2 separate regions of the Mus musculus genome follow, and region 2 is linked to region 1. Evidence: chromatin contacts called from public Hi-C data. All regions are on one chromosome and are shown on one strand. The core of a region is the stretch at or near the end of the contact, and the rest is flanking DNA. Distances in the headings are between cores, read along the strand shown.

Region 1 (2,840 bases), core at 208-2,707:
AAGCCAGAAGACTAGAAAAGGGCCTCTAAGGGGCGTAAAAATACAGTAGATTATAGGTCAAGAAAAGCAGAGAGGTAAAATGCTGGGGTCAGAAAGGCTTGAACAGGGAGGAGCACAGGATTATGGGGTCAATGAGGGGGTGGAAAGGGAGGACCAACCCAGTGGAAGGGAGAACGAAAAGCCATATGGCAGCCTACTATCTCATAGCCCAATTTAAAAGCATAAGTGAAAGAATAGAAAATGCACGTGCTGAAGGATTTAGCCACAGAGACAGTGGCGGGGGGTGAGAGAAAGAAAGCAGGACTAGAGGTGGCCTTAACAAATCAAATGGGATCTATGAAAAGGCCTCAAAGAAAACCATGAGTTCAACTTTTAAAACAAGGGAGTTCGAAGGTAATTTATCATTTGTTATCTTTGCTCTAGGAAGGATCCTATTTCTCACTCACTATTGGATGAGCATCTCCGTCACTGCCTAACACGCTCCACCAACATCGAACTGACCAACTGTGGTAAACCAGAGCCAAACCCCAAAGATTAAACTCATCTCTGATGAGTGTTGCCTCATCTCTGATGTTTGTATTTCAAACAATAAAATGAAGGTGCAAACTACGAGCACTGTATCAATGGTGTTGCTCACACTCCTTTTAACAGTTATTTCAAGATGCCTATGTCAGTGTGTGTGTGTGTGTGTGTGTGTGTGTGTGTGTGTGCGTGTGCGCATGCATGTTTGTGCTAACAAAAGTAGATTTGCAAAAACTCATAAGCCACAGAAAACTGGGCCTTGTTGTTCTCGAGAGGATAGGGAAGCAGTGGACAGGGCTGTGGCTTTCCTAGCCCTGGCCGCTCCATTCTCCAGCCAGAAGGAAGCACTGAGCAATCGCTGGGACTCTGTTCTGCCTTTCTAGTTCATTAAATCATATATCATTCTTACACGTGCGCCACCGGGCTATAAATCATGTGAGACAGAATGAGAGCTAATTAAAGGGTCAGCTGAGCACGTAATTTTGCATTTGGAGGCACCAGAAACTGAGTTACAATAAAATGTGATTTAAAAAAATAGAATCACTTCCCAGCTGATAAAGCAAAGGCTTTCCAAAAGCTGCCAACCTGCTCAAACTGTTCCTTCCCATTTAAAAGAATCTGCAAGGAGAACACTTACATGGGAATGAATCTCCAGCATTTATCCTGGACTTCTTCCTTACAATGTACTTGGGACTTGATGTTTCATTTGGTACTGTCTGTGAACTGTGTTTTCCGGTCACTCCTGACTTGTTTACTGGGTTGCCCACTGTGTCCCTCTCCCAAAGTATGTCCAAGGAAGCCAAGGAGTAGAAAGAAATGCAGAGAGACAAAATGCAGTCAGACCAAGAGGGCCGAGGTCATTAAGCAAGTCAGTGACTGTTTGTTTGGTGACAAGAGCCTGAAGAGACAGCTGACTCATGGTGGCCACTCTGTTCCAGATCTGCCCTTCACATGGAAGGCGCCAGGAGAGTGTGTGAGCTTGCACAGTTTATCCTTGCTCCCTCACCACAGCCTTCATGCTAGGAGAAGAGCTACACCTTACACACCATAATAGATATTAAGACGACTTGCCTCTGAAGCTCTTTATGGTTACACTATAAAACAAGGTTTAGAATTTGACATGAAGAAAACAACCATGGTATAAACACCAGGTGAGGAACTTAAACGAAGAGAAGCACTCACTCCGTGTTATTACAATTATTTAATAACCAAGAAGTACGTTTTCACAGCGGCTACCATCCATTCAGGATTTTATCAGCTTTAATACTAAGTTATAATCACAGCTAAAAGAAACTAAAATCGTAAGAGGAAAATACACTCTCGGTTTATTAATTCTTTAAGAATGTAATTCACCAGTATTTCTGGCTCAAGTTCCAGAAGATAAAATAAAAACCTTTCCTCTGGAAGAGAGGCCCCTTGGTCTTGCAAACTTTATATGCCTCAGTACAGGGGAACGCCAGGGCCAAGAAGTGGGAGTTGGGGGGGGGGGGGATCTGAGGGACTTTTGGGATAGCACTTGAAATGTAAATGAAGAAAATACCTAATTAAAAAAAAAAGACCTTTCCTCTGGAACAGAGAGTTGAACAAAGTGAGGGGTCCTGCTCACACAGGCCAGGGTTCCCCAGCCCATTTTCCAATCTTTACCCTATGCACTGGTAACAAGAGAAGGTTCAAAGGCACCACAGAGTAAGAGCCACATATTCAGGTCATCTGGACCTTTCCTAATCATGCAACCATGGCGCCTCAGCAAGTCTGCTCACCCTGCCTGCCTCATGGTAACCAAGTAGTGGGGGCTGCCTTCCTTTGCTATCCCTCTGCCCAGTGTCGTTACCAATACACAGGGATCCTTCCCCCCCTTCGCCAAGCCAGAGGACGTGCATATCACGCTGCCTTTCCAAAATATGGTCCTAGGGAAAAGGAAAGAACCTTGGACTCAGAGAAATAAAGATCAGGGATTATTTACAGTTAGATCTACAAGCAAATGATGGCTAATAAGAATACTAAAAGTGAGACTGAAAAAACTGCTCAGTCTAATAAGGTGCTTTCCACACAAGCACGAGAAACTGGAAGTTAGAGTCACCAACATATATGTTTGGAGGCACATGCCTGCCATCTCAGTGCTGGGGAGGTAGAGACAGGAAGATCTCTGGGTTTGCTAGCCAGTCAGACTAGGAGAATATACATACACAAGTGTACACTTACATGAATCTATGTATATGTGTATGTATGTATGTATGTGTGTGTGTGTGTGTGTGTGTGTGTGTGTGTATAACCCACACAAAATGTGTTCATACCCACATGAGCCCCCACCCCCAAAC
Region 2 (2,776 bases), core at 54-2,553, 110 kb after region 1:
CTTCCTGGTGCCTTTGGTCCTCCCTGCCTCCTTCTCGCCTCCGCTCAAGTGCCTGGTGGCCCCTGGCTAACTTATCAACTTCTTCGCCTCTGGCCTTCCCTTGTCTCTTCTTTCTTGTACCTTTAGCTGCATGCAAAAAGTGAATTATAGTTAGTTTTTATGTTAATATAAATTCATAATTAACAATAACATTTACTAGCATACTGCAGAGCATTTATTTGTATATATTGGATGCAAAGTCAAACTGAAAAGCCTAAAAATAGACTATTTTAAAAGATGAATAAATTCTAAAATATGTCATTAATAGTTACTATGTAATTAGTTTGAAACTCAAGTCCCCATAAGAACTTTCAATAAACTATAGCAAATGGAAACCATCAAGTAATTAGAAAATGTGCATTGCTACATACATACTCTCAACTCTATCAGAGCTGCTTGTCAGATGAAATGTAGCTGCAGGAGCCCTGGTACTAGTGCTAGAGAAAATTTTCTTTAGACTCATGGCCACCCAGCCCAAACCACTTCCTTCTGGGGACGAGGGCACCTGTGCTCTCATCACAGATTGAGTGTGCTTCCTGGCCATACGAGCAAGAGATGGGTTATGACAGCTACGAACTCAGTGAGAACCCTGGACGCTTTATTTCTGATACAAGCTTCGAAGGAAACCTTGAATAATTCAGTTTTACTGATATAATCCCAGATATAAAATATAGAGAAATAAACCACCATTTTAAGTTAAACTTGGTCACTTATTAATTCAAATTCATGAATCAAAAGCACTGAGATGACTAAAATTTCACAAATCCTTTCACTACAGAATGAAAACACAACGGTAAATGACTTCTTCTTGCCCCGACTCTACCCAAATGTCAGTGTACCAACCCCTCTTTCTTCTGCTAAGTGACTGTCGATGGCACACGGTGTACGAGTGGCCTGCCAGTCAGAACTTCCTTCTTGGGCTGCAGCTGCCCAAGCAGCAGCCATCTGGCTCAGTGCTAAGCCCATGTCTCTGGCTCGTTCTCCAGTCAGGGCTCTGCCATGTTACAGCTCAGCCATGCAACAATACGCAAGCCCTTGGCCATGTCTGCTTCTCTGCTTTCTAATTTGGAGGCAGTTCATACTACTTTTATGCTAATACTTTAATAATGAAACAGTTCTCTGCAAAATTGTATGATACGGCAAATTAACTTAGAATCAGCAAACTTTCTCACTGCAAAATTCAAGCTGAGCTATCATCTGTCCTCAAAATAGATGCCATGAAATATACTCTGTGACATTCAGAGAGCTGTTAAATGACTGGGGCTGCATTCTTCCAATGTGGGACTAAAGTTCCTGGAAGCAAATGCACTCCTGCTTTAAGAAGATAGAACAGGAAGAGCCCCTCAGTTCTGATTATCATACAGCACGCCAGGCACTTTCAAATGTAACACAGTGGGGAATCACAGCGTGAGTATCTGCCCTTCAACCTAAGCTGAGCATAGAGGCTGCTACCATTGACACAGGCACTCCGACATAAAGTAACCTCAGATATGCAGACGCTCCTTCACCCACACGGACCCAGATGCTCTATTGAAGAAAGCAGAGCAGGTCTTAGGTGAAACTATACAAACCTTTTCAGAAAACATGGACAAGAAGAAACTGAAAAAGGATTTCAATAGAGCATCCTCTTTTCCTGGTGTAAAAGGCACATACTAAGAGGAGCTGGACATCTGTTAGAACTTTCCATCTGTTTGAAGGCACTGAGGATCTGCAACATTTGTGACGCCAGAATGAAAGATGCACTCACAGAAAGGAAGGGAGCTTGTGCAAAGAAAGACCAACCTGAGAGCAGCAGCTCCAAAGCCTCCAAGTGAAATGAGGACTGGCAGGATGGTTCAGTGGTGAAGAAAACTGCCCAGCCTATAGACCCGAGCTTTATCCTTGGGTCCCACACGACAGAGGAGAGCCAACTCCTGAAACTTGCTGTCATCTCCACAGAACAGACAGACATACAAGTGTGCGCACACACACACATGCATACACACGCAAATGCATTGAAAATATCTTTTAAAAGGAAAATGACTTGAACAAAAGTACCTGGTGTGTAACTTACAGACTAATACAAACAGTTGTCAGGTCATGGTATAAAGATAAGGCTGGGTAAATAAAAGAAAAGGGATGGTTTGTCTCTTGTAGAAATTCAATTACTAATCCACAAAGAAAAAAGATAGGTCATCATTAGGCAAACACCACAGAGAATGCTCTAAAGATGGCTGCCAAAAAGGCTGAGGAAAAGTTGGAGACAGATTTAAACAGAATGAAATGAAGTGTTTATCTGAAGAAATTCAACAACACTTTCTCAATTTAGTGATGACAGTTGATGTTAGTTAATTAGGACATGCCAGCAGTTCTAAGTCCCTTGAGTAGATACACTAAGAGCACCATTTCCATGACATTCTATCTAAAATGCCAAATCTAGCAGTTGGACTGAGAAAGGTGGACTCATATTTGAATGTTTGGTCCCCAGTTGGTAGAACTGTTTGGAAAGGAGTAGGTGTGGCCTTGTTGGAGGAAGTGTGCCACTAGGGCAGCTGGAGTGGGCTTTAAGGTTTCAAAGGCACATGACGTCTACCTCAGACTTGCAGATTAGATGTAAGCTCTCAGCTACTGTTACAGGACTATGCCTACATGCCTGTTGCCATGCTCCCTACCATGATGGTCATGGACCCACCCTTCCAAACTCTAAGTCCCAATGAACTCTTTCTTCTATTAGTTGCCATGGTTATGGTGACTCTTC

The links. Hi-C and Micro-C count contacts between places; a contact is called where the count stands out from the background.
Region 2: a Hi-C map of cerebellar granule neurons shows a contact between it and region 1, with 2.5 times the contacts expected there. The contact joins two enhancer-like sites. A contact is called at or near these places in 6 of 484 Hi-C or Micro-C datasets (the HL-1 cell line, cerebellar granule neurons, cerebral cortex and 2 more), 1 of 115 datasets of contacts at active chromatin or transcription factors (heart atrium) and 2 of 9 other capture datasets (adipose tissue and liver).

What each region holds. Positions count from the first base shown.
Region 1 is chr2:77,789,609-77,792,448 of GRCm38.p6, forward strand. The region is part of intron 1 of Zfp385b (zinc finger protein 385B); the gene reads right to left. Among named protein-coding and RNA genes, the nearest start is that of Gm35431, 26 kb to the left of the region's middle. Within about 2 kb of position 1,458, at least 5 of the 459 cell types and tissues checked have an H3K27ac peak or open chromatin away from gene starts, as enhancers often do. A contact at or near this core is called in cerebellar granule neurons, where this site is marked.
Region 2 is chr2:77,896,453-77,899,228 of GRCm38.p6, forward strand. It overlaps Cwc22 (CWC22 spliceosome-associated protein), which reads right to left. Exons shown (of 20, transcript NM_001362658.1): 20 at 1-126. Among named protein-coding and RNA genes, the nearest start is that of Cwc22, 49 kb to the right of the region's middle. Within about 2 kb of position 1,304, at least 13 of the 459 cell types and tissues checked have an H3K27ac peak or open chromatin away from gene starts, as enhancers often do. A contact at or near this core is called in cerebellar granule neurons, where this site is marked.